Regions from separate parts of the Mus musculus genome. Here all the other regions are linked to region 3. A link is a contact called in public HiChIP or PLAC-seq, capture Hi-C and promoter capture Hi-C data. All regions are on one chromosome and are shown on one strand. The core of a region is the stretch at or near the end of the contact, and the rest is flanking DNA. Distances in the headings are between cores, read along the strand shown.

Region 1 (4,631 bases), core at 102-2,601, 270 kb before region 3:
CATTTATTCCAACTTCTTCCCAGAATACTGGCAAAGGATATTGAATAGTCCATTATTGCTCACTATGAACAAATGGGACATAACCCAGGAATATCAGCTTATATGATACACATAAGAAAGACAGTAATGGAACCCAAATAATCCTGTCAGTACACATAGTAAGCCCATTTTACTGAGTCAGCATCGATTTCTGATGAACTGCCCTGGTAAACTAGACGCAGGAAGTCCACATTGCTACAGAACAGAAGTCCTTGATGGCAGACAGAAAGCATCATGCTATCAGGCATGACATGTGAGCAGCCTGCAGGTACCATCAGCATGACACCTGGAAAAACAGATGTGTACAGACAAGGAAAAGAAACTATTCTTTATAAATGACTTCCTTTAAAGATTCTTGAAAGAAGGGTTTCACACCCAACAGTTTCTTCATAGCCTCTGTGACATTCTTATTCCTAAAACTATAGATCAGTGGGTTCAACAGAGGGGTGAGTATGGTGTAAAACACAGACACCACCATGTCCTTCTCAGGGCTGTGGAGGGAGGCAGGGAAAATGTAGGTATAGACAGCAGCGCCATAGAAGAGGGTGACCACAGTCATGTGGGAGGAGCAGGTGGCAAGGGCCTTCTTCCTGCCCTCTGCTGAGTTCATCCTGAGAACAGTGAGGAGGATGGATGTATAGGAGCCTGAAATGACTGTCACAGGGATGAGAAGCATGAGCACACAGCACACATACATGAGGGTCTCATAGAGCCAGGTGTCTGAGCAGGAGAGCTTTGTCACAGCAGGAACCTCACAGAAGAAGTGATGGATCTCCCGGGATCCACAGAATGGGAAAGTCATGGTGATAGGGGTGAGCATGAAGCCATCCAAGGATCCCAGGATCCAACATAAAGACATCAGCAGGAGGCACACCCTGTGGTTCATGAGGACAGGATACCGGAGTGGATGACAGATGGCTACATAGCGGTCATAAGACATGGCAGCTAGAAGCAAATATTCTGACCCTGCTAATGTCAGGTAGAGGAACATCTGCATCCCACAGGCAGCAGCTGAGATCTTGTGGCTCCCCAGGACCTGGTCCATGAGCATCTTGGGCACAGTGACAGAAATGTACATCATGTCCATGAGGGACAGCTGGCTGATAAAAAAGTACATTGGTGTGTGAAGGTGGGTGTCAGAGAGTACCAGCAGGATCAGGAGGGCGTTCCCAGACAAGGCCATCAGGAAAACCACAAATATGACCACAGCAAGCAGGACAGGGTGTTTGGATTGACTGAAGAATCCCACCAGGGTGAAATCTGACTGTGTAGTGTAGTTGTTCATCCAGGTGGTGAGGTCCATGTTTGTCTCCTAGGCAACCAAGAATGTTTTGGGGTTAGTGTCATAGAAACAAGTGCTCAATGATTTATGCCTCAACCTGCCTGTGCTAAGTTCTCTGGGCCTGAAAATCTAAGGACTGTAAATTACACATAATTCAACCATTTTTTTAAACAGCTTGGAATTCACATCTTGGTCACAGGCATTGGGGATTCAGGGTAAATTTTCCATAGTCCAAAGTCATGAACTTTCCTAATGACAGATAGTGTCTTCTCTCAAGTACTACAAGCCTGAGAAATGCTGTCCCATGCTAACCCAATGGGGATTCAGTGACAAAAAACAATGCAAAATCAAAATTATTTTGAAAATTTGGTTTTAAATATGAAATAAGCCTTGGCCTTTATGGTTTGAGGATGCAATCGTTATCTTCAAGACTGAGGTATGTTTCATATAAAAATATTTTAAAGTAATAATTTAAAAGAGAAATTTCAACCAGGTGATCCTCCTCAGTCCCCAGGCTCTGGAGACTCTGAGAGTTTCTGTGCTGCCTGGAGGAAGCCTCACCACCACACAAGAAGGACCGATGCTCAGAACCCTAAAAGGCTTGGGGCAAGGAACCACTAAGAGGCCAAATACTGCTACCAGTCCAGCCACTGTCACTCAACCTAGCAGTCCTCCATCTGCTCTACCTAAATTGATGGTGGTAGTGATGATGACAATGATGATGGTGATAACTATGCCTTCTGATTTTGCCAAGGTTAAATAAAGCAAAACAATGTAAGTTTTTTTCAGTATCCCAAGATAAACATGCAGGAACACACACACACACACACACACATACACACACACACACACACACACACACACTGTTAGAGAGTTAAAAACTCACTATCCTGGATAGCCATCTCAGAGATGGGTAATATTACTGTATTGTATTTTTTTTTCTGCCAGGTTAAATATTGTTTAAGGATTTAGTTTCCAAGGAAATAAGAGAAAATCTTCAAATAAGAAATGTATAAGCCAAATTAAGAATTAGTATTTGAAACTTCCTATGAGTTTATAGGTATGCTTATTTTGTATACAGGTATAAAAACCTTAAATATTTGTTTAGATAAGCTTTTATATGAACACAGGAATTACAAGTACATATATATATATATATATATATATATATATATATATATCCTATTTATGCATTTAGCCCTGATTAGCATAGTTAGCAGGAAAGTTTGCCTGTGTAACCCTGGGCCTCTTCAAGTTCATCTCCTCAAATGCCCACTGTGTGCTCTAAATCTGCAGGATCAGAGGTGACTGTGGTTGCCAGGCAAGGCTGTGCTTACAGCATCACCTGCTTTGTTGGCCATCACAATCCCGATCCCTTGGAATCCAAGAGGCAGAGAGAAGACTGGGTGCCACCGAGATGCCTCTGGCACGAGCCACCGCTCCCTGTGCTCCGTGCTGATAGCTGGAGTCTGGGTTAGACTCTGAAAACATGCCAAGGAGACTTTAAACTCGATGGTGCTTAAAGAGGCTTCTGCCAGTCTATTCAAGGCAATATATAAAAATGATAAAAACGAATGTTTAAAGGGCTACAGAAATATGAAAGCGACAGGTACAGGATACACCTAGCCTTTCTGAAGTCAAATAAAGCGTATGCCATGATTCCTTAAACACAATGAATTTGTTCATACTACAAACTCTCCGACTTCTTTTTTATTTTAGTGTGTGTGTGTTTTTTTTTTGGTGTTTGTTTGTTTGTTTGTTTGTTTGTTGGTCTGCTTGTATGTATGTGCCCTACATGTGTCCCTGCTGCCCAAGGAGAAGAGGTTGCTAGATCCTTGTGAACAGGAGTTACAGGTGGCTGTGAGCCGCCATGTGGGTGCTGAGAGCAAATCCGTGGGTCTGCTGCAAAAGCAACAAATGCTCTTAACCACACAGCCATCCCGCCAACCCCCCCTGCCAACTTGTAGCTAGCTCCCCCTGCCAACTTGTAGCCAGCTCCCCCTGCCAACTTGTAGCCAGCCCCCCGCCCCCCGCCAACTTGTAATGTTAATGCCAAATGGTCTCCCCGAGAATCATTTATCTCTGATTACAGGGCAGGGGAAATCCAGAAAAAGCTGCCAACTGCAGACACATTTATACCACTGTGTGAGTTTTCTAAACTAATCCTGATACTCGGCTGCCAAAAAATCTAGTGTTGCACGCTGTTAAATTGGAGTTTCTCACATTAAGACACCCAGTACAGAAGGACTGGAAACACAGTTTCTGGAGCGCACACAGTGATTGCAGCTTGTTCAATTCCGTCCCCTGCTCTCTAGTTTGCATCTCCTATGGACAGCCAGATGCAACTTCACACTGGAGCTTACTAACAGGTAACCCCTGGACTCACTGGTACAGTTACCCCAAGCTACTGGAGCCAGCAGTATCCGAGTCCGTTCTGAATCCCTCCTGCAGCACATCACCCAGGAAGCTGCATCACCTACTGACCTTAGTTTCTTCATTTACAGAGGGGAAACTCAGACTTCAGAGTGTGTGCCTAACAGGAAACAATCAACTGACCAACAGACGTACATTTTACTCTTTGTAGGGGACACAGGGCATGCTCCTGCCTCCATTCTCTTGGAAACCCCTTTCCCCCCTGTAGTCTATAGCTCAGTCCAGACAAGGTCTTGCACCTTTCATTACAGAAAAGACAGGACGAGAACATAATTCTTAGTGTCACTGTGACCCTCGGTGAGCTTCCAGTCCCAAGACAGCTAATCCATGCCAATAAGATCAGTTAAGAAAGGAGCATACGTGTTCTTCTGTTCCTAAATGGCTATAAATAAAACATGTTAAATCTGTTTCATTTAATAAATAGTATTTGAAGTTTCTGGAAGAAAATGAATTTACTTCTCTGCAGGAAAAAAAGGTAGAGGGAAATCAAAGAAATATTGTCAAGAACTGATAGAAGATTCTGAAAGCAGATGCTAAATCAAGAGTAGTGACTTCCGCAGATTCTCCTCTCAGCTCCAACTCACCTCAGATGCTGCTGGCAGCCTTGGTCATGTGCACCAAAGGCAGGAGCTGCTTAAGTGCACAAAGGAGAAAAGTGATGTCACCCCTGGCTGGACTCTGCTCATTAAGGGATGGTATGGCAGGATTTTGTAAATAATGTTCCTTTGAGACTTAAGAAGATGTAATTAATAGAGCTAATAAAAGCTGACAGATATCTCCATTACCCAACTGCGGTTTTATCTGTCTTTTTTTTTCCTTCTAGATTTGTAAAAATGGAGTTGTAACCAGAGTTAACAATGATCTGAAATTTCAACAT
Region 2 (4,601 bases), core at 1,790-4,289, 320 kb after region 3:
GACTGTGTTAGTTACTTTTCTGTTGCTATGATAAATCACCATGACCAAGGCACCTTATGGAAGAAGACGGGTTTTATTTGGGCTCATGGGTCCCGAGGGATCGACTTCTAAGTCCATCTCCATCATGGAAAAGAAGCACAGCAGCAGGCAGGAAGCTGCTGCAGCATCAGCTGAGGGCTCCTCTCAAAGCCCGCCCCCAGTGACAACTTCCTCCAGCAAGACCATACCTCCTACCCAAATAGCACCACCCACCTGGGACCAAGAACTCAAAAATCTGAAACTACAAGTGACGTGTCATTGAAACCACCACAAGAACCATGAAAATACAAGATGGCCTGAAGCCCAAGCTCAGACGTAAAAAACAAAGAAACCCACTTTCAGCTGGGCTTGGCGGATCACACCTGAAATTTCAGCACTCAGGAGGCTGAGACAGGAGGATCACAAATTCAAGAGAGGCCTGGCTGGGTTTCAGACAGTAGCCAGCAACTGTTACAAAGTAAAACACCGTAACATCACTTTAACTAGGATCTGTTGTTCAGCATAAGCTACCGGGCCAACCAGAATCCACAGAGAAGAAAGATACATCCGCCCCTTGTCTGCTGGAGCCCTTCCTTTATTGTAGCAGCAGAATGCTTTTGCAACATGATCTTGATTCAGGTCCAGAGCCACAAAGTCCAAGTGCGTGGATGGAGCAGGATGTGAAAATCTAGTCCATTGTCTCCTTCTCCAGCGAGTCTACAGTATCCCAGCCTGAGAACTGTTGAACCGGGGGCTCATTATCCTCCCACTGCCTCCTGGTTTCCTTTATTTCCCAGAAGTTCTTACTGTCCCTACCGACCTCAGCCTTGGAGGTTTTTCCCTCCGCCTCTGTGTTTCAGCACACTGAGGACCTTGCTTACTTTCCTTTTTATTTATCCTATTTGGGATTTAGAGTGATTCTTAATGATTAACCATCATCAAATATTGCCTCTAGCTGGGCGTGGGAGATGATCACCAGGTACTGAAGCAGAAGGAGTATGAGTTCAAGGCCAAACTGGGATATGTACCTCAAAAAACTCTCACACAGCCGGGCTTGGTGGCGCACGCCTTTAATCCCTGCACTTGGGAGGCAGAGGCAGGTGAATGTCTGAGTTCCAAGGCCAGCCTGGTCTACAGAGTGAGTTCCAGGACAGCCAGGGCTACACAGAAAAGCCCAGTCTGGAAAAACAAACAAAACAAAAACAAACAAACAAAACCCTCAAACACATTGTTTGTTCCTTCCTCTTTTTCCTCTTTGTTTAGTTGAATCTCCATTCATCCTCCCTGTGGGTTCAATGAGATACATTTAGATTTCTTTTCCATGTTCCCTTGACTTTTAGGTTTGTATTTTGTTTTATTTTTGAGGCAGGGTCTTGCAATGTAGCCCTGCTGGTAGCTTGTGGCTCCTGAGCGTTGGGGCTCCAGGTGAAGCCCCTGCCTGGCTTCCCTATTACTCTTTTCGGTATTATTTGTGCTGCAGTCCAGAGTCTGCCTACTTCCAGAAGAGGCAAGAGAAGGACATTGGATCCTGAGAAGTGGAGTTGCAGACATGTGTGTAGATGCTGGGGTTGGACTGCAATCTTGGGCAATAGCAGCCCATGCTCCTAATAGCTGAGCCTCTGATCTCCCCCTCCCCCCACCCCCGCCTTTTTTTTTTTTTTTTTTTTTTTTTTTTTTTGGTAATTTCTTTGTTTTTGAGACAAGGTTTCTCTGTGCAGCAATGGCTGTCCTGGAACTCACTCTGTAGACCAGGCTGGGCTTAGAAGGCACAGAGATCTGCCTGTCTCTGCCGCCTGAGTGCTGGAACTGACGGTGTGCAATAATAACACCTGCTCTTTTATTTATTGTAAGTAATTTATTTCTATGTGCATAGGTATTTTAGCTGAATGCATGTCTATGTGAGGGTGTAGGATCCCTTGGCACTAGAGTCACAGACAGACGGGTGTGAACTCTCTTCTGGGTGCTGGGAATTAAACTTGGTGCCTACTGAATCTGGAACTTGCTCTGTAGACCAGGCCTGGTCTCAAACTCAGAGATCCTGCTTCTGCCTCCTGAGTGCTGGGATTAAAGGTATTTGCACCACTTCCCAGCTGCAGCCAGTGCTCTTAACCCCTGAGCCATCTAGCGTTTCTATTTTCTCCCTCTCTCTTTTGAGACAGGGCCTCACATAGCCCGGCCTGGCCTATCACTCACTAAGTTGTAGCTGAGGTTGGTCTGAGCTCCTGATATTCCTGCTTCCCACCCTGCCTCTCTCTCCAAGTACTGGGAATGTAGGAGCATGCGCACATGAGGTTCTGCCTACTGATTTTCAGGTCTTTAATGCAACGTAATCTTTAGCACTATTTTTGGCTTGTTTGTTTTGGTAGTTATCATGTGGGGCTCTTTTTCTTTTTTAGTTCCAACTTTAAAATTTAATTTTATGAGTATGGGTGCTTGTATGCATGTGGACCACATGTTTGCCTGGTGTCCAGGAGGACCAGAATAGGGTACTGGATTCCCTGGAACTGGAATTACGGATAGGCTGGCCTCCAACCTGTGCCTCCACCTCTCTTGAGCTGGAATTACAGACCTGAGCCTCCATCCTTGATCTCTTTTGTAGTCCTCTGAAACCTTCCGGAAACTGAAAGGGCTTGCTGGGCTGGCCTCTATTTTGTGCTCTCAGTTGGGGGGAAGCTGCCTGTCTGCCTGCTTTCTATCTAAAGGTCTTCAAAAGTTGATACTTTGTAAACTTCTTTCACTCTTATCTGCAGTTGTAGACAGAAGGAAGTTCTTCACTAACTCTAGATAAGGGACCCAGAGAAGACTGCCGAAAGCCCCCTCAGCAGACCCACTAAGAAACTGGTGGTCTGACTGGGTGTGATGGTGCAGGCCTGTTATCCCAGCATGAGATGAGAGGTGAAGGCTGGAAGACCACGATTTTCTGGTCCTTTTCAGCTTCTTAAGCTGTTCAAACCCTGTGTCGGCTGAGCACGTTAACACGTGCCTTTAGTATCTGTACTAAAGAGACAGGAAAAGTGCATCTCTGCGAGTTGGAAGCCAGCCCAGCCTACTCAACAAATTCCAGGCCAGCCTAGGTTTACACAGTGAGGCCCTATCTCAAAACAAACAGACCGCTGGGTGGAGGTGCACGCCTTTAATCCCAGCACTCGGGAGGCAGAGATAGGTGGATCTCTGCTAGTTCAACGCCAGGTTGGTCCAGGACAAAGAAACCTCGTCTCAATCAACAACAACAACAACAACAAACCAACTGAACAAACAAAAAGCACAGGCTCCAGCCTCTGGCCCATCTGAGTTGACAAAGTCTGTCTGACACTGACTGTAACCGCCAAAAGCTGCAGATCCCTCCCGTGGTGGAAGGGAAATGCGAGAAGCTATTCCAGATACAGCTGCTGGGTAGAAACGAAGGCAGTGTGTATAAAGTGCTTGGCAAAGGAACTGAATTGCATGTAGGAGTTACTGCTATGGGAGGATTAACATGGTAAACAAAGTCCTTACAACGTTCACTCCCTGCACCTCCCACAGCCTGAAGTGAGATCTCATTACCATGTAATTCTGAAAAGGATTCATGTTCCCTTCAGGAATGGCTCAAGAGACCTTGGCCAGTGTAAAAGGCAGCGGTATCAGAACTCTTCAAAGCTAGTCTGGGCTACAGGACATCCAGTCTAAAAAAAAGCAACACAAAATACCAGCTCCAGAGTCGCTAACAGTCTCAGAGCTGGAGGGCAGGTGTGGGGTAGTTGGGGTAGTGCTGTTTAGGAATCCTCTTAGGGTTGTCCTGCCTGCATCTCTCCTGCTGAAGGCCTTGCTATAGTCAGGGTGGAGGGAGACTGGGCAGTAGTGACTCCAAGGGGCTTTTCTGAACATCAAATCTCCTTCTCCTGATGGCCTCCAGTCAAGTCCATGGAGTCAAGGTGTTTAGCCCAGATTCCAGAGAAATCTAGCTTTGGGCTTGCATCTAAAAAATCTTTTTTTTTTCCTTCCAAGACAGGGTGTTCCAGTGTAGCCCAGGCTGGCCTCGAACTTCCAGCGCTAAGATTATAGGAGTGAGTCACCATACTCAGTGCGTCTAAATCTTTTTATAAAAACTTCTTTAGCACTGGGGAGGCAGAGGCAGGTGGATTTCTGAGTTAGAGGCCAGCCTGGTCTACAAAGTGAGTTCCAGGACAGCCAGGGCTACATAGAGAAACCCTGTCTCGAAAAACAAACAAACAAACAAACAAACAAACAAACAAACAAAAACAAAAAAAAGAAAAAAAAACTTCTTTAGATTTTAAATTTTATTTAATGTGTATGAGTGTTTGCCTGAATGTATGTGTACCACATACATGCCTGATGCCCTTGGTGATCAGAAGAGGGCATCCAATCCCCTTGAGCCACCAGGTGGGTGCTGGGAACTGAACCCATGCCACCTGGGAAAGCAGACAGTAAATGCCACGGTGCCTGTGCCTGTGTAGCTGTCCGCTCGTAGGTGTCAGTCCTCTCTCTCCACTTTGCAGGACCTGAGGATGGAGCTCAGGTTATCAGCTCCAGCTGCAAACATCCTTACTGACTGAGTCTTCCCTCGAGGTCCCAAATCATGCTTA
Region 3 (4,517 bases), core at 137-2,636:
TTAAAAATATTTTATTTGTCATTAGCTTTGTATATCTGTGGGTGTGTGCACATGAGTGCAGGTGCTCCTGGAGGCCAGGGATGTTGGATCTCCCTGCAGCTAGAGTTCCACACAGTGAGCCTCCTGCCATGAGCACTAGGAAGGAAAGGAATTTGGGTTCCTCTGCAAGAGCAGCACACCACCCAGCCATTGCTTCAGCCCCTGAAGAGTTTGAAGGGATCTTGTTTTTGTTTTCAACCTAGATGCACAGTTGTTTGTTGTTTTGGTTTGGTTTAGAGCCGGGACAAACACACCCAAAGGTCCCAAGGCAAAGCTCCTTTCCCACAGGCATGGCAGCAGGCTTATTTTGGGCTTGTCCTCTTCCCGAACCCAGTAGGAGCTTCTGATCCATTTCTCTTGAGACATTCAGTCTCTAGGAGGCGCCACTACCTGTTAACGTCTTTTACCTACCTGCACAGAGGACACAGCCTGAAGAAGTGTACCTGCCAGAGAGGAGCTTGGTGTCAGCTCAGAGCCAACCACCCTCAAGTCTCCGCACTCACACACTTACAGGGCCAACCCTACAGACCTCCCATTCGCTGGGGCTAGGAGGGGAGGAGCAGGCCCACCCTGCCCAAACGAGAAACCCAAGGCTGTAGGAACCGGCTTGGGGCTGTGTCTCGGTGCCCTCCTTGGTCCCTCCCGGCCCCTAACCGGTCCAACAGGAACTTGGCGAGCTGCGAGTGCAGGGAGAAGCCCAGCCGCTCCTTGAGGAGGCACCACTGTTCCATGTGGCCGCCCAGGCGGATGCGGCACTTGCTGCGGCGCGCGTCCAGCTGCCTGCGCTTCTCCCGCCGGCGGCGGGATGCGTCTGCCACCGGAGAGGCCATAGACGTGCGGGCCTACGGGAGGAACGTGCTGTCGTCGTCGGGGCTTTCGGGACAGACACAGCCCCTCGCTCCGTCTGCAATGAATGGGGAGACCATAGTGCCTCCGCAGCGCTCGCGCCTCTCGGATCCAGCCACCCCTTCTTAGAGCCAGGGAGGACACTTGGAACACGGGGGTCGCAGGCAGGGGGAAAAGACTGGAAACTTGCTCTCCTTGTCTGGAGGCGGCCAGGTCTGCGTGCAGCCGCGCCTTGGCCTTCTCCCTGCCTCCCATGCAGGGGAAGCCCACCCAGCAATGCTAGGACACCGGGCCAACCCTCGTGGGGTCTTACCTGCACGCCCCAACCCGCCTTTGCCCAAACTGCGCCTGCGCTCCCCGGACCCGCGTGCTCACTCCGAAAGCCACAGAAGGACCGGGGCCCACCGCGCGCGCCGCCGCTGTTTCTCTTTTAAGAAGAAACCGTCCCCCCTCGGCGTCAGGAGGCTACGGCCTGGACTTGCAGCGGGAAGACAGCTGTCTGCGCCTGCGCCCCGGGAGCCCCGTGCAAAGCCTGCCGGGAATTGTAGTTAGCCTTAGTCCTGAACGACTGTCTGGGATTCTGTCGTCATTGCTCCTTCTATTAGCATCTCTGCCTATCAGTTGCCACCAAGCAAACGCGAGCTGCAGCATCCGCCAGCTGAAGCCAACTAGAGTCCTTTCTGAACCGCGAGACCACCCTCCAGCTGCAACCTATAACCTGCCACCATCCACACGAGAAGTTGCCTACACTTTGTACAGACTCTGATTTCACATCGTCTACAAATGGCTCTGATGGAGTTATTTCTATCAAGAGACTGCAACGGCACTTGTCAACGGCACAAGTTTTTTATTTTCTGTTTTGCTTGAAACAAGGTCTCATGTAATTCAGGCTGGTGTCCAAACTCACCATGTAGCCAAGATAGCCTTGACTCCTGCCTCCACTTTTGAAGTACTGAGATTAAAGGCCTGCACCTCTCTATGTTGCTAAATGAAGTGACCAATTCTGTTGCCTCTCTGCCCCAGAATGGAGAAGAGTTTAGCTCTCTCCTCTTGCCACACATTCATCTCACTTTCTTCTCAACTTCACTGTCAGACTAGACTTTGTCTGCTCCTGGTTTTCTCCCGCTTGGCTGGATCCTCTTCTCTCTTAGATCCTTCTGTTACCAAAAGATGGAATGGACTAGGCTCAGGTCCCTGGCAAGCCTCTCTTTTAGGTATGCTCTTGGGGGGGGGGGGGTGATGTAATTAGATCACCCATTGATTGATGTTTCTGGCTACCCTTTTGGGATTCCAGACTCCTTTGACTGCCCAGTTGACTCTCCATGGTTAAATGGCTTAATATACTTCATGTTTATAAAGAATTTACAAGTGCCTGGCACAAGGGAGTCCACAATGAACAGCCTTAGGGCTCAAACCTCACTCCAAGTCACTTGCACTACTGACTGTTTTCTGTAGCAAATCACTACAAACTTGACAACTCAAAACAGCAGAAATTTACTCGCTTACAGTTTTGGAGGTCTGCACCAAAGTGCTGAACAGGGCTACAGGTCAAGCAAGAGCTCTAAGAGAGTTTTCTCCTTGCCTTTTTTATCTTCCAGTGGTGACCAGCGTTCTGGGACTTCTGGCCATATCACATAAGCTTCTGACTCCACACAGCCTTGCTCTAGTGCAACCCTTCCTCTTCTTTCAAACACAGTCCACTTGGGTAATCCAGAGGACCTCCCATTTCAACACCTCAAACAGTTATAACTGCAAAGTGTTGGCTACAAAAAAAAAGCAACTTTCACATATTCTAGTAGTTAGAACACGGATGTTTGGTGAAACTATGTTTCAGCATGCAGTATGATCATCATAGACTGTTGAGGCATCTCATCAGAGAAAGATGCTTGCTGAGCAAGTCTGGGGCCTCAGTTTAATCCCTAGAACCCAGCATTAGGGTGGAAGGGGGAGAATGGCCTCTAAAGTTGTCCTCTGGTCTCCACAGACACGAGGCATGGCACTGATGCTCACACACGATATGTACGCACAAAATAATTTTTATTTTTAAAGATGATCACCACATGTGGTGGCACACACTTTAATCCCAGCACCTAAGAAGCAAAGGTAGAGCCGGGCAATGGTGGCGCACGCCTTTAATCCCAGCACTCGGGAGGCAGAGGCAGGTGGATCTCCTAGTTCGAGGCCAGCCTGGTCTACAGAGTGAGTTCCAGGACAGCCAGGGCTACACAGAGAAACCCTGTCTCAAAAAAACCAAAAACCAAAAAAAAAAAAAAAAAAAAGCAGCAGCAGCAAAGGTAAATGGGTCTATCTCTATGAGCTCCACGCCAGCCTGATCTGCATATCAAGTTTGCCAGGGCTACGAGAAAGAGAGAAATGAGAATTAAAGTAAAATTAAACTTTAAAAAAACTTATCTTCATGAAAAAAAAATGGGTTTACAGTTAAGAGTGTGTCTTAGTCAGGGTTTCTATTCCTGCACAAACATGACCAAGAAGCAGTTGGGGAGGAAAGGGTTTATTCAGCTTACACTTCCACATTACTGTTCATCATCAAGTTCGTCAGGACTGGAACTCAAGCAGGTCAGAAAGCAGGAGCTGATGCAGAACCATGGAGGGATGTTCTTTACTGGTTTGCTTCCCCTGGCTTGCTCAGCTTGCTTTCTTGTAGAACCCAAGACTACCAGCCCAGAGATGGTCCCACCCACAAGAGGCCTTTCCCCTTTGATCACTAATTGAGAAAATGCCTTACAGTTGGATCTCATGGAGGCATTTCCTCAACTGAAGCTCCTTTTACTGTGATAACTCCAGGTGTGTCAAGTTGACACAAAACTAGCCAGTACAGAGTGCTTACTGCTCTTGTGGACAACCAGAGTTGGTTGCCAGACCTCATACCAGACAGATCACAGCCACCTTTAACTCCAGCTCTAGGGGATCCAACACCTTTTTCTGGACTCTGTACTGCACTACTGCACTTGTACCCACAAACTCCCACACAGACACACCATATATATATATATATATATATAATATAATGTATAAAAATATATTTTTATATAAAATATATATAATATATTTAATATATAAAATATATAAATGCATATATATTATATAAAATATATAAAAATATTTTTTTAATTAAGAATTTTGTTCACTGCACCCAGGCATGTTCACCAGATACAGTGGTACACACCTTTAATCCCAGCACTCAGGTAGAAGCAGGAAGATCTCTGTGAGTTCAAGGCCAGCCTCATCTACAAAGTGAATTCCAGAACATCCAGGGCTATGTAAAGAAATCTGTCTCCAAAAAAAAAAAAAAAGAAAAGGAAAAAGAAAGAAAGAAAGAAAAGAAACGACAGACAGACAGACAAGAAAAGGGAAGAAATGAAAAGAAAAATAAAAAATAATTTATTCTCTGTCAGGGGAAAAAAAAAACTTCAAATAAGAAGCCATATGTCAAGCATCACAGTTTATTACACTGGGGACCTGAACACACCCGCATTGATAAGCAATCTCTTTACACCATGTATTTATTCATTCGTTCGTTTGTTCATTCATTCATTCATTCATTTTGGCTACATGGGCTACTTTTAAAAATCTCTTCAAACTCTCCTCTGAGTGGTTTTAACATCCTACAA
Region 4 (4,251 bases), core at 741-3,240, 280 kb after region 3:
CAGCATCTACCAAGGGTGTACTGGGGGTTTGGAGACACTCCTTGGACAAGCACAGATGGCCTTTTGCCGCCCTCCACGGATTTCTTCTATAGAGACTTCCAAAGCCAAAGTAGGCTGTGGGAACTGAGAAGGCAGCAGGTCTGTATGGAAGAACACTGGTCCTGCAAGGTAGCAAAGGTAAGAGGTATGCTTACACTGCCAGGCTTCTCTCAGCTCATGTGAATTCTGACTCTGTGACCTCCTACCGAGCTTAATGAACCAAAAGGGCGATGAAAGAGTGAGGGCTACAGGTGTGTGTACTTCCCCTACAGCTGTCAAGCACTGACTAAATAGAGTTCCTACTTTCCTTCTCCCAGGCCTGCTGGAAGCTAGAGAACTTCCCTCATGCGTGCTAAGCAAGCACTCTACCAACTGAGTAACATTTCCAGCCCACTGTATTGTATTTCTAACAGGCACTACTGGTTTAGAAAAAGATGTAATCCTCTTGGTGCTTACTAGTACTCATGGTGGTTGGTGGGACACAATGCCAAGGTTTTCCTTTTGCTAAAATCTATTTGGACATTTTTGATGAGTTGTTATTGCCTGATTTTAAAAAGATTTTCCACTTCAAAAAGCTAAAAGGCCCAGCACATAATAGCTGGTGGCCCACAGAACATCACAAAGCCTGGAGAACCAGCCCATCCTTCCCACTCTTCAGACCAGGTCCCAAGGTCACTAGCCCTCCCTACCGTGTAACTAAAAAGAGCAGCTCTTGGGGAAGAAAGGCCAAGTCTCCATGGCAGGATCCAAAGTTCCTCATACCCACTATGCCCAGAGAGACCAGCCCGCCAACGGCAAAGTGGGGCCTCCAGGCTCAAGCCTTCCTTCCAGAAACAGCTCAAGTTTTGTAGGAAGTTTGGTCTGGAAGAACACAGGCTAGGCAACAACGGGGATGGCACTGTCTCCAGAGTCAGTCAGTGTTACAGGAAAACCTCAGCTACTCACTAACTACTGCACAACCTGAATTTCTGAATCTTGTAGAGCTTCATTTTCTTGTAAGGATCATATTCAGAACTATGGTAAAAATGAATGGAGATAGTGGAGATAATGAATGGGATATGGATGGAGGCTCAGAATTCTGGTCTGATAAGCATTCAAGTTGGATACTCCAACTCTTTGACCAGAATCTCTAGGGCAACCTTGTCTCATGAGGCAGATCTAATGAATTAAGATCTGACAGAGGCACGGCAGCTTGGCTAAATCTGTACACAACACCTACTGTGGAAATGAGAAAAGGCCAAAGTTAGAACTGGCCATTCCATGCTTTCATCTCATTCTGCTCTGGGCCCACTAATGAAAAGTCTTATCTAGCTGGTCAAAACCCACAGCAAGGTCCAGCATGGTGGTAAAATCACAGCACCTGGGAGGTAAAGTTCCAAGTCAGCCTGGCCTAGTGAGTTCCATGACAACCAGGACTGCATTTTAACACTTAACAACAACCCACAGCAGGCTCTGTCCTGAGAGGAACAGAAAACTATTAAGACCCTGGGTCACTGGGGTTGGATAGATACCTCCACAGTTAAGAATATATGTATTGCTCTTCCAAAGAACTAGAGTTTGAGTCCTGAGTTAGATTCCTCAAATTGTCAGGTGGCCTCTGCAGGAATACATACATGATTAAAAATAAATAATTTTAAAGGGGGGGGGTCAATAATCATTCCATACTGTACCCAGGACTTGTGACTCTCTGCCCTTTTACTGCTGGTATCCTAAGCTACCCATCCACATCTTATTCCACCACCACCCATCAGAGGCATTAGAACAAGCAGGTAAAAGTAGAGATACCAGCTCAAGAGATCTGGAACCAAAAACCCCAATGCCGCTTTTGTCTGACTGGCATGGCATCACTATCTCAGCTCGTAGGCACTTGAGATGTGAAGAGGAAGTAAAAGGGAGCAAGCCACAGGGAAACAGTGAATTGGTTCAAAAAAATTAGAAAGAAAAAAAGAAAACCAGGAGGCTGACTCACAACTTAACCATCCTGCCAAGTGGGCATCACAGCACCCTCTGATAAAGTCACCCTCACACATCTCTCAAAGGGAAGGCAAGAAGACAGGCTCCACACCTTCCACCTGCCTACAGAGGCTCCTGTGTAATCCACCAAGCCCAGGGCACAGAGCTTCACCAGGACCCCACAACCCCTCACTCAGTAAAGATACTGGAGAAGCTGAAGCCAAAGGCTGCAACCACAGATCTTCTGCAGAAAAGAGACTTCAGATGTGCTAAAGGGGCACTTTACCAGAGAGCCTGTCAGAAGTACCATCAGATGAACAAAGAATGTGGGTTGGAGCTTTTCTAGAATCATTTAAATGAAACCAGGTCCTAACTGTGAAAAAGACACAAAGAATCTAGGAAGGCAGACATTCCACAACCCAAGCATGACCAGAAAACAGGCTGTGTCAGCTTTCCTGCCTACGTCCTTCTCTGGAGCTTGACATGACAGCACATACCTGAGGAGAGAGGATCACAAATTCTAAGTCAGGCTGGATTACTCAAGAGAGTTACAGACCAGTCTAGGTTACCCAACTACATCCTATCTTAAACAGAAGCAGGAGAGAAGATTAAAAATCCAGTCCTGCTTGGCATAGAGACCCTTGCTTGTAACTCCTAATGGCAGCATTCAGGAGAGGCAGTGCATTCAAGGTCATCAGCTACATGATGAGTTTGGGGGTAGCCTGAGCTACATGAGATACTGCCTCCTTCTTTAAATCCTCTTTGGGACTGGAAGGACCAGATAAACACTTTAATAAATGCTTCTGGTCAATTCCATGGCTCTGTCTTAAGTCTTTTGCTCCTTTTTTTTTTCCTACCCCTTGGTGTTTCTTTTTTGCTTAAGATCCATTTTATTGAGCTAGAAAAGTACCCAAGGAGCTAAAGGGATCTGCAACCCTATAGGTGGAACAACAATATGAACTAACCAGTACCCCCAGAGCTCATATCTCTAGCTGCATATGTAATAGAAGATGGCCTAGTCGGCCATCATTGGGAAGAAAGGCCCCTTGGTCTTGCAAACTTTATATGCCCCAGTTCAGGGAAATGTCAGGGCCAAGATGTGAGAGTGGGTGGGTAGGGGAGCAGGGCGGGAGAAGGGTATAGGGGACTTTCTGGATAGCATTTGAAATGTGGATGAGGAAAAATTGACAAAAAAAGAAAAAAATTAATTTTTTTTTAATCCATTTTATTTTGGCCAGGCAGTGAGGGCTCACATCTTTAATCCCAGCACTGGGGCGGCAGAGCAGGTGATTCCGATTTCAAGGCCAGCCTGGGTTATAGAATAAATTCCAGGACATGCAGGAGCACAAAAAGAAACCCTGTCTCCAAAACAAAAAACAAAACACAACACCTGGGCTGGAGAGCTGGCTCAGTGGTTAAAAGCACTGACTGCTCTTCCTAGAGGTCCTAAGTTCAATTCCCAGCAACCACATGGTGGTTCACAACCATCCGTAATGAAATCTGATGCCCTCTTCTGGTGTGTCTGAAGACATCCACAGTGTACTTATATACATAAAATAATTCTTTAAAAAAAAAAAAAACAGCCGGGCTTGGTGGCGCACGCCTTTAATCCCAGCACTCGGGAGGCAGAGGCAGGCAGATTTCTAAGGCCAGCCTGGTCTACAAAGTGAGTTCCAGGGCAGCCAGAGCTATACAGAGAAACCCTGTCTCGAAAAACCAGGAAGGAAGGAAGGAAGGAAGGAAGGAAGGAAGGAAGGGAGGGAGGGAGGGAGGGAGGGAGGGAGGGAGGGAGGGAGGGAGGGAGGGAGGGAGGGAATGTATTTTATTTTAAATTATGTGTTCGGCTAGTGAGATGGCTCAGCAGTTAAGAGCACTGACTGCTCTTCCAGAGGTCCTGAGTTCAAATCCCAGCAACCACATGGTGGCTCACAACCACCCATAATGAGATCTGAAGACAGCTACAGTGTACTTACATATAATAAATAAAATTAAATTAAATTTTAAAAAATTATGTGTTCACATGCATGCGTGTATACTCACTGAGTGCAGTGCCCTCAGAGGGTAAGAGGGCATTAGGTACCCTGGAGCTAAAGTTACAAAGACCATGAACCAGCCCTAGTGGGTACAAGAAACACATCTGGGGTCCTCTGCAAGAATAGCAAGTGCTGTTAACTGGTTGAACCTTCTTCTCCAGGCCCACACATTTCCTAACTTACAGGTACAAATGAAAATCCTGATTACATTCTGCTTTGACAGAAA
Region 5 (4,458 bases), core at 765-3,264, 490 kb before region 3:
TCACTGGGAAAGGTCCCTGGCACTGAATATCCCATAAGCATCACATTTTACCACTCAAATTGTTCCTTCGAAGTCAAACTATTCTACTGGTCCAGACACTCGAACCAGCCTCTGATTTTGCCCCATGCTGGCGAATTTTAAACATTCATTTCCTTTTCTTTCATCTAAATAGCCATCTTCATCTCCCATGCTCTAAAAATAGCTCATTGTGCTTTAATAGCCATCTCTTCTTAGGCTAGGATTCCTTCCTCCAGCCCTGTATGGAGCGTCCCAGATGCTAGGCTAATAGTTCAGGGTAAAGGACACTGTATGGATGGAGTACAAGCGAAATCTTATAAATTTTCCTCAAACAAACCATGTTGCTTGGAAGACTTTATTTCTTCTTACTTTCAGGAAGTCAGTGAAGACTCCAAGAGGCTGTTTTTAGCCTTGCTTGGAACACAGGGGCCAGGCATGGGTCACAAGGGCAATGCATTGATCTACTTAAACCAGTGTGATACAATCATCTGAATGTTCTAAGGGACTATATAATATAATGATGCAAGCAAACAGAACTGCAGACACCCAGTCACACACAAAACACCAAACACATACCTGCCTCTACTGTGCTGGGGACTGGGAATGTGGTGTGAGGGTGGGGGGAGGGGAGAGGCGGGAGGAGGATGTGTCTCACCTTAGGTAGCTTAGGCATAAACAAGTACATTTAGTGAAGTAACTAAGTTTGCAATAAAGCACCAACAGAGAAGGACTCTACAGCCTGCTAAGGCTTTTGAAAAGCGATTGCATGTGAGCTCACATAAATGTGGGGTATCCAAGAGGCAAAGAGCCCAGCAGGCTGAGGAGAAAAGCCGAGAGAAAAAAACTATGATGTCTTCTATAGATGTGGGGGATTGGGCAGCAATGGCCGCACACCTAACGAGTGCAATACTGTCTATCACACATCGAACATTCTGGGTCATAAATGAGTGAATGGATAAAAGATCACACGTTTTAGCATCTGTGTTTATCTGCTCATCAAAGCCAGGGTGGATCCTTTCCCTACTGTAGGTTACTTATGGCTATTTAAAAATAAATCATGTTATAGAAGATGCTTAGGGGTTGAACATAGGAATAAAAAGAAAGGTGGTGGTTGTCAGTTGAGTGGGGTGTCAGAGGACAGTTGCCTAAGGGTGAGTTTTAGAGCTGGGTTTCACACTATGCCCCTACTTCATGCAGCTGGACCGGATGCTTGAGAATATCGAAGACAGGAGATCTTAGAAGATGTGCATTTTACCACAACCAATCATTGAAAGTAGTTGGGTCTGGTGGGGCAGGCCTATTATCCCAGCAACTCAGCAGGCGGAGGCAGGAGGATTGCAAGTCCAACCTCTGCCTGGGCAACTTAGTGTGGTCCTGTCTTAAAATAAGAAGGGAAGGGCTGGAGATAGCGCTCAGGGCTGAAGCAGCTTCGCAGCATGCAGAAGCGCTGAGTTCAACCCCTAGTGTTGTAAAAATAATGAAATAAATCATTAAGATGTCAAATTACTTAGGTTAGGAAGGGTAGTGGTCCTGTTTGTTTCCGTGTACCAGTCAGATTATTTTACTTTCTGTTTCCCCACCCACCAGTGTGCATGTGTGTGTTAGAGGTGGTTTTTGTTTATTTTAATTCTGAGCACCTACTTTCAAACCTATTGGCTCTGGCCCCTCCCCAAATCATCTCTAGGAAGCGACCAGTCATGCTGAGGTGCACGTTTCAGCCTCTTCTTCCTGGGTGGTCCAAAGAAAGGCAGCTCTTTCCTAGCAGCGCACAGGACACAGGGGTGACTCTAGATCCAGAGGCTGAATCTGGGTCTGAGGACATTGGAGGAGGCCTAATAGATACCAGCAGCCTGAGAGCTGGGAGGGGTGGAGTGGACAGAAGCCAGGGAAAGGCTTTCTGGGCAGGTGGTGCTCCGAGCCTGGGCGCTGTTGCCTAGAGACAGAAAGGACGCTGTGGCCTGAACACAAGAGGAACATCCGTTGCCTGGAAACTGTAGAAGACGACCTTTCTCCTGGTAAGGGCAGGGCAGATAGCTTGACTTCTCAGAGCAAAAACATGGCCATGGCAGGACGTGTGGGGCAGATGAAGAATCAGGATGAAGTTCACCAGAATCAGATCTTGCGGGAACTCTTTCTCAAAGAGCTACGGGCACAGAAGCTGTACACGCAGTATCACGTGAATCCCCTGCGCAAGGGTGAGCTGGCCCAAGAGGGTTGGGAGGGGTGGGAGAGCACGTGTCCTCTGCCTCAGGTTATCTCTTTAGAGTTCAGACAGCTAAGCTTTGAGGGAATCGCTCCCCTTGTCACCCCAGGCACAAGAGATACATTAAAATGCATCCAGAATTAAACATTTTAGATGTAGAATAAAGAGAGATGATTAATGGGGTAGTTTTGCTTTTCAAACAATTGCCCAGGGTTTTTAATGTCTGCTTTTTGTTAGTAGTTTGGTCTCTTCCTAATATACCCAAAGGGGTTTGTCTTTGTATGGTTTGTTATTATTGCTTTGATTTTTTTGCTACAGCCCTCCTTAAGACTTAGAAGTGGTGGGCTACCAGGTGCAGAGCTTGACCATCCTCCTCACCCTGACCCCAGCAAAGTCACCCCTCCCCCTGGCCTCCCATGGCTTCCCTCCTCTGGGACTTCACAGAGCTCTGTGAAAATGCTTCTGGGCCTGAAACAGACTTATGTGTCCCACCACCTCCCAGCTGCCTTCTCTGGAGCAGCTGGGTGAATCTCTCCCATCCTCTGCTGCAATGCTGGCCTGGTTTAATCATCCTGTGTAAGCAGTTATTCGGATACCACTTCACCTCATTGCACATGCTGGTCACCGCCATCCCACACTTCTCCCAATTAACATCTGCACAGCCCAGTAAAAGGTCAGAATGCACACACAGACCTTCTATCCATTTAGGCCATTCACCTTCTTTCCTTTTCTTTTTTTCTTTTCTTTTCTTTTCTTTTCTTTTCTTTTCTTTTCTTTTCTTTTCTTTTCTTTTCTTTTAGATATTTTCTTTATTTACATTTCAGATGCTATCCCCTTTCCTAATTTCCCCTCCATAAATCCCCTATCCTTCCCCCTTTCCCCCTGCTCCCCACCCACCCACGTCTGCTTCCTGGCCCTGGCAGTCCCTTATACTGGGGCATAGAACCTTTACAGGACCAAGGGCCTCTCATCCCATTAATGACCGACTAGGCCATCCTCTGCTGCATATGCAGCTAGAACCACGAGTCCCTCCATGTGTTTTCTTTGATCAGAATACCCAAGATACAATTTGCAAAACACATGAAACTCAAGAAGAAGGAAGACCAAAGTGTGGATACTTCCATCCTTCTTAGAAGGGGGGAACAAAATACCCATGGAAGGAGTTACAGAGACAAAGTTCGGAGCAGAGACTGAAGGCATGGCCATCCAGAGACTGCCCCACCTGGGGATCCATCCCACAAACAACTACCAAACCCAGACACTATTGCAGATGCCAAGAAGAGCTTGCTGACAGGAACCTGATATAGCTGTTGCATGAGAGGTTCTGCCAGTGCCTGACAAATACAGAAGTGAATGCTCACAGTCATCCATTAGATGATGGAGCACAGGGTCCCCAAGGAAGGAGCTAGAGAAAGTACCTAAGGAGCTGAAGGGGTTTGCAGCCCCATAGGAGGACCAACAATATGAACTAACCAGTACCCCCAGAGCTCCCTGGCCATTCACTTTCTAATAGAGTGTTTGAAGCCCCACAAGGGTTTGAGATAGTCTGAGGGACTCTAAGCTACTCTCCTCCAAGCAGCAACCTTCCACCCACCCCCTCCCCCACGCCCCACTCCTATTTTTGCTACATATATTAAAAGACCAGAGAGGACTAGTCACTTTGTAAACATTTTAGTTGCCTCCTGCAGTTTCTGAGCAGAATTTCAACCCACCAGCCTGTAAGGTTCTATTGGTTCTGGCTCTGGTTCCTATCCAGCTCCACCCATTCTGAACACCTACATGGAGTCGCATCCATCCCATGCTACCCAAGATCCTTCAGTAAAGCCCTAGTTCCCACTCTGCTCTGTAGCAGACCCCGCCCCCACAGTCCTTCCTCCTTTCATTTCTGTAGAAATAGATTTTCTAAACGTGTCAGACCATCTCCTATATGTACGTGTTCCTTGTCCCCAGTGTCTGCCCCTCCTTAGCCATAGTGCACAGCAGCCTGGCTGTCTGCAGAAAGTGCGGAGACTTCACTTTGCCCGTCTGTAACCTAGTTTTCACCAGGATCCCTGACCACTAACGTCAGGAGGACTATTCTCCAGCTCTGTTTAAACATTGTCCATTCTAAGACTTAAGATGACAGCTTTCTCAGACACTGCTGTCTCCTGGCCCAGACTCCCTGGGTCCACTGGAATAAAATGGGAATTCACTGCAGTGTGTTGGTGCTTGCTGTCCTCCATAAGGATTTTGCTAAT
Region 6 (4,248 bases), core at 520-3,019, 360 kb before region 3:
GTGCTCTACAAACGCCCTCTCTGACCCACTTTGAGGTGTCCCTTGGTCTCCTGGTTTCTAAATCTAGTCATGCTGACAAGGGAGATGAGTGAAAATACTCTTTATTGATTGGTGGCTCATCATGGGATAGAATGGTAGGGAAACATGTAATGTTCAGTTCATTCACAAAGCACATAGTTTGGGACCTTACACAGGATTATAGAAACTCCAGAGGACGCAAGTCAGTGGAGAGCTGTCCATTAGAGTAGACCAGATCCAGTACTGCCAGTGCTACCCAAGCCCTTATGTGGAGTGACATCCAGACCAGGGATGCCTGCCCTCCATACCCCTGATATCAAAGGGACTTATGTGGGGACATGGGGACAAGAGAGCATGATGCTTATGCCTTACCTGTAAGACCAGCTACCCACAGTCACTCTCCCCTAATGTCCCTAATGTAAAAAGTGCACAGAAGGCACCTGTTGGCCCCTTACCTTACCAGGAGATCACATCTCAGCATGTACAGGATAACACTACACCAGCCTAGGGACAAACCATCAGATCTGCATCTAACATGGAAACGTCTGCTTTAACCACAAGGAAGAAAGTTAGAACACACACCATCTTCATGACTACCAAATCTCAGAACCCTTTGTGAATCCAGTAACATGCCTGTGTTTTCCTCCGTGGTAGAATAGTCAGAATTTCCCCCCAAATCACTGCGGAACATTTTCTCTGCCCACTTTCTTTCTCATTAAATGTTTGCCTGAGAGCTTGCAAAGTTCTCTCAGTATTCAGTGCCATCCTCACCAGGACAGCTTCCCTCTGGTCCGTATGGAACCAGCCCTCACTTTCCCTGTCTCTCGGCTACCCAGGAGCAGCCTTCTGAGCGCCCCCTTCACCTCCTTGTTCCTGAGCGTGTAGATCAGAGGGTTGAGGAGAGGGGTGACAATGTTGTAGAAGAGGGTGAGGAACTTGCCCTGGTCCTGGGAGGAGCTGTTCCCCGGCTGCATGTACATGTAGATGATATTTCCGTAGAAAAGCGAGACCACGGTGAGATGTGAACCACACGTGTTGAATGCCTTCTGCCGCCCTGCAGCGGAGCGGATTTGTAACACAGCTCTCACAATGTAACCATAGGAGACCAAGATGAACACCAGAGGCGACAACACGATGCCTATTGCCAGGACGAAGACGGTGCCTTCCACTGCGGCAGTGTTGACACAGGCCGTCCTGATGAGAGCTGGCATCTCGCAGAGGAAGTGGTCCACCCTGCGGTGCCCGCAGCGGGGTAGACTGAGGGTCACAGGAGACATAGCCAGGGAGTTGGCCACGCCGCAGCTCCAGGCCACTGAGACCAGGCCCACGCAGAGCCTGGGGCTCATGATGACCATGTAGTGCAGGGGCTTGCAGACCGCCACAAAGCGGTCATAGGCCATGACAGCCAGCAGCAGGCACTCCACACCCCCCAGGCCCAGGAACAGGACCAGCTGCAGAGCACAGCCCACATAGCTGATGGTCTTGTCCGGCCCGCTGAGGTTATAGAGTAGCTGTGGGATGGAGCTACTGGTGAAGCTGAGGTCAAGGAAGGACAGGTGTGTGAGAAAGAAGTACATGGGGGTGTGAAGGTGCGGGTCCAGCCTGGATACCAGGATGATGATGCTGTTGCCCAGCAGGGTTAGGAGGTAGGCGGGCAGGATGATGGCGAAGAGGACCCTCTCCAGCTCGGGCCGGTCAGAGAAGCCTATAAGGATGAAATGGCTGAAGGTGCTGTCATTGGTTGCTCCCATCTCTACTGCACCTGAGGAAGACATCAATACTGACAGTGATGGGAGAGGACAGAACTTCAATTATTTATTACTTGTTTAGTTCCAACAACCATGTAGTAACTCTGACAGATAAGCAAACTGCGTCATGTATATGGCAAGTCAGATGTCATACGGAGAAACAGGACATGGTTGTCTTTGAACCTAGCAATTGATGCTTTGTTTCTGCTTCACTTGCTCTAGTCTTGCCTCTAATTCCATGAAGCAAGAGATGAACTGTGCTGTGGTCCAGATTTTGATTCTCTCCAGACCCACAATCCCAAGCTCCTGTCCAAAGGCAAAGAGCACAAAATCCAGCCCTGCATAATCAACCCAGAGCATTTGAACATGCCCAGCATCCAGCCCTGCATAATCAACCCAGAGCATTTGAACATGCCCAGCACAGCAGATGGGAAATGTGGACATCACCCATGTGAGCCCACTTGGATTGGCTCACACACAGATGTATTTGAAAATAAATTTGCTGGGTTTTTCTTTAGAGACTTTTGAAAATTTGGTAATTCAAGGACAGACTGGTGTTACCTAGAAATATCTTTAATTTTTTTTTACAAATATATAGACTGTATATATACATTATGTATTTTATAATCTACTGCAAAATATAGAGAAATCTACTGTAAACCATTAAAGTTTATCTAGATTGACAAAACCCATCTAGAGCACCGTTCCTGCCAGAGGGAACTTCAGTGAGCAGCTGAAGCACTGCACCATATCTGGAGCAAACGAACCATGCTTTGCCTTGGACCCACGGGACACATTCTGTCCTTTTGTTATTTTTAGTGAGTTTTGGATCTCTGGATAGAGAATGGTGTAGGAGACAATAGGTTATCAGTGAAACCAGCGGCTCATAAGACCTCTCTCTGGGCCTGCTGCCTAGACAGCATGGTGCTTGTTTTTCTTCCAAAGTACATAGGAAATACTCCTTAAAGAAAAGTGGAATCCTAATTAAAGTTTTGTTTTATTTGTGTGTGTGTGTGTGTGTGTGTGTGTGTGTGTGTGTGTGTGTGTGTGTGTGTTAGCTCACCTTTGCAGGTACAAGGACAACTTTTAGGAGTCAGTTTTCTCCCTCCATCATGTGAGCGTGGGGGATCAGATGCAGGTCATCAGGCTTGGCAGCAAGTCCCTTTACCCACTGAGTCTTCTTGCCAGCTAGAACAAGAAATGGAGAAGGCCCAGGGTCCAGGTTCAAATCCTGCTCGGAGAAGATTGGTCGACCCACCTCACAGCTAAATAGCACATGCATATCCCTTGCCTCTGTAGCACGTTACAGGAAAGACAGAGAGAAAGGAGGGTTCTTTCTCTCTCAGGCTCCGTGTAAATAAACCCAACTTCTCTACCATTTTCCAACCCCTAAATCTTTGCATAAAGAAAAGCTGAGGTGGCCTGTGTGCCCTGCACCAGTGCTGCATGAATCATAGAAAGCCATAAGGCATTAACCCATTCTTGCATGCTTGTTGAGAGTTTAAGTTGACATCAGAGCTCTTAAGAGATGCCTACTTCTCTGCACACACACCCAAGGCTGTACATGTGATTTTAATAAAAGAAACCTGTTTCTCTTACAGAATTGAAAATTGAGTATTTTCTCTTTGCCCTCATTAATCTCATGTGAAGGGATCTGTCCTGCATTTTTGACCCCTGGTCAGAGGACACATACCCTCCAGAGCATCTTCACAGCATCAAAAGACAGATGGTCCGCAGAAAGAGTGTGTGTCTGTAGTTAATAACATTAGTTATTTAACAGACAATGGTATTATACAAGCAGTTGCTAAATTCAAATGAGTATAGACATGTGACATCACATGGAATTTTGTCCACCCAGATATTGTTAGTTCAAGTAGGTAAAAAACAAAATATGGTGCTGGGATTCATCTTTTACAGTGAAATATGCTTGTCTAGCATGCACAAAGTCCAAGTTTCATCCCCAGTTCCCAGTAAACAAGATGTGGTGGTGTACCACTGTAATCCCAGTAACAGAAAATCTCAGAAAACAGAGGCAGGAGGATTCGGAGATCAAGGCCTTCTCTGGCTACACATAAAGTTAAAGGCTATCCTGAGCTATACAATAAACACAATTGTATGGTGAGAACACACACATAACTAAAGAACATATTAAATAATAAATGATCTTTATCTATCTCTGTCTGTCTCTGCCCCCCCACCTGTGTGTGTGTGTGTGTGTGTGTGTGTGTGTGTATGTGTGTGTATGTGTGTGTGTGTGTGCAAGGCCAATGTGGATGAATGCTGTCCATTGGTATTTTCGAGCATGTTAACATTTCTCATGTTTAAAAGTCACTTGTTTGTAAACCTTGTTTTCCTACAATTCCTTTTGTTTTCATTTCTTGTTCTGTTGTAGGCTTTTTTAAAATGTGTGTTTCTTTTTGAAAGACGTAAAATGGATCTCTCTTACTTTATATTTCACTCTTAAGTGTGGTCTTCCATATAT

Evidence for each region. Promoter capture Hi-C pulls out the DNA fragments that hold promoters and counts their contacts. HiChIP or PLAC-seq counts read pairs in DNA pulled down with a chosen protein or histone mark. Capture Hi-C pulls out chosen DNA fragments and counts their contacts.
Region 1: an H3K4me3 HiChIP or PLAC-seq map of stem cell-derived neural progenitor cells shows a contact between it and region 3, with 28 read pairs. The contact joins the promoter of Olfr325 here to the promoter of Zfp692 in region 3. A contact is called at or near these places in 3 of 39 promoter capture datasets (the 3T3-L1 cell line, erythroid cells and hippocampal neurons), 2 of 15 datasets of contacts at CTCF or cohesin (embryonic stem cells and stem cell-derived epiblast-like cells), 8 of 484 Hi-C or Micro-C datasets (Sertoli cells, cardiomyocytes, epidermal suprabasal cells and 5 more), 7 of 115 datasets of contacts at active chromatin or transcription factors (astrocytes, embryonic forebrain, embryonic stem cells and 3 more) and 1 of 9 other capture datasets (adipose tissue).
Region 2: a contact with region 3 is called in an H3K27ac HiChIP or PLAC-seq map of embryonic stem cells, with 6 read pairs. The contact joins the enhancer-like site here to the promoter of Zfp692 in region 3. A contact is called at or near these places in 9 of 39 promoter capture datasets (embryonic stem cells, fetal liver, hippocampal neurons and 5 more), 2 of 115 datasets of contacts at active chromatin or transcription factors (bone marrow-derived macrophages and embryonic stem cells) and 1 of 9 other capture datasets (pancreatic islet).
Region 4: a contact with region 3 is called in an H3K4me3 HiChIP or PLAC-seq map of bone marrow-derived macrophages, with 3 times the contacts expected there. The contact joins the enhancer-like site here to the promoter of Zfp692 in region 3. A contact is called at or near these places in 4 of 39 promoter capture datasets (the C10 cell line, the HPC-7 cell line, neutrophils and 1 more), 3 of 484 Hi-C or Micro-C datasets (Th1 cells, centrocytes and nephron progenitors) and 2 of 115 datasets of contacts at active chromatin or transcription factors (bone marrow-derived macrophages and microglia).
Region 5: a contact with region 3 is called in a promoter capture Hi-C map of hippocampal neurons, with 3 times the contacts expected there. The contact joins the promoter of Fam183b here to the promoter of Zfp692 in region 3. A contact is called at or near these places in 8 of 39 promoter capture datasets (the C10 cell line, cranial neural crest, embryonic stem cells and 4 more), 4 of 115 datasets of contacts at active chromatin or transcription factors (the 230-238 cell line, embryonic forebrain, embryonic stem cells and 1 more) and 1 of 9 other capture datasets (embryonic stem cells).
Region 6: a contact with region 3 is called in a capture Hi-C map of embryonic stem cells, with 4 times the contacts expected there. The contact joins the promoter of Olfr322 here to the promoter of Zfp692 in region 3. A contact is called at or near these places in 2 of 39 promoter capture datasets (cranial neural crest and hippocampal neurons), 7 of 115 datasets of contacts at active chromatin or transcription factors (the SCID.adh cell line, T-cell acute lymphoblastic leukemia, embryonic forebrain and 4 more) and 1 of 9 other capture datasets (embryonic stem cells).

Annotation. Positions count from the first base shown.
Region 1 is chr11:58,577,557-58,582,187 of GRCm38.p6, reverse strand. It overlaps Olfr325 (olfactory receptor 325), which reads right to left and starts at 1,351. Exons shown (of 1, transcript NM_207153.2): 1 at 311-1,351. The coding sequence starts at 1,342. The coding sequence ends at 362.
Region 2 is chr11:57,982,684-57,987,284 of GRCm38.p6, reverse strand. It overlaps a transcript of Larp1 not described here. Among named protein-coding and RNA genes, the nearest start is that of Larp1, 24 kb to the left of the region's middle. Within about 2 kb of position 3,039, at least 54 of the 459 cell types and tissues checked have an H3K27ac peak or open chromatin away from gene starts, as enhancers often do. A contact at or near this core is called in embryonic stem cells and liver, where this site is marked.
Region 3 is chr11:58,303,938-58,308,454 of GRCm38.p6, reverse strand. It overlaps Zfp692 (zinc finger protein 692), which reads right to left and starts at 1,386. Exons shown (of 12, transcript NM_182996.3): 1 at 1,199-1,386; 2 at 694-943; 3 at 451-482. The coding sequence starts at 869.
Region 4 is chr11:58,022,585-58,026,835 of GRCm38.p6, reverse strand. All of the region lies in intron 1 of Larp1 (La ribonucleoprotein domain family, member 1), which reads right to left. Among named protein-coding and RNA genes, the nearest start is that of Gm51897, 3.0 kb to the left of the region's middle. Within about 2 kb of position 1,990, at least 46 of the 459 cell types and tissues checked have an H3K27ac peak or open chromatin away from gene starts, as enhancers often do. A contact at or near this core is called in bone marrow-derived macrophages and neutrophils, where this site is marked.
Region 5 is chr11:58,799,516-58,803,973 of GRCm38.p6, reverse strand. It overlaps Fam183b (family with sequence similarity 183, member B), which reads left to right and starts at 2,014. Exons shown (of 4, transcript NM_029283.3): 1 at 2,014-2,213. The coding sequence starts at 2,081.
Region 6 is chr11:58,663,082-58,667,329 of GRCm38.p6, reverse strand. Olfr322 (olfactory receptor 322) reads right to left here and starts at 1,769. Exons shown (of 1, transcript NM_207693.1): 1 at 786-1,769. The coding sequence starts at 1,769. The coding sequence ends at 786.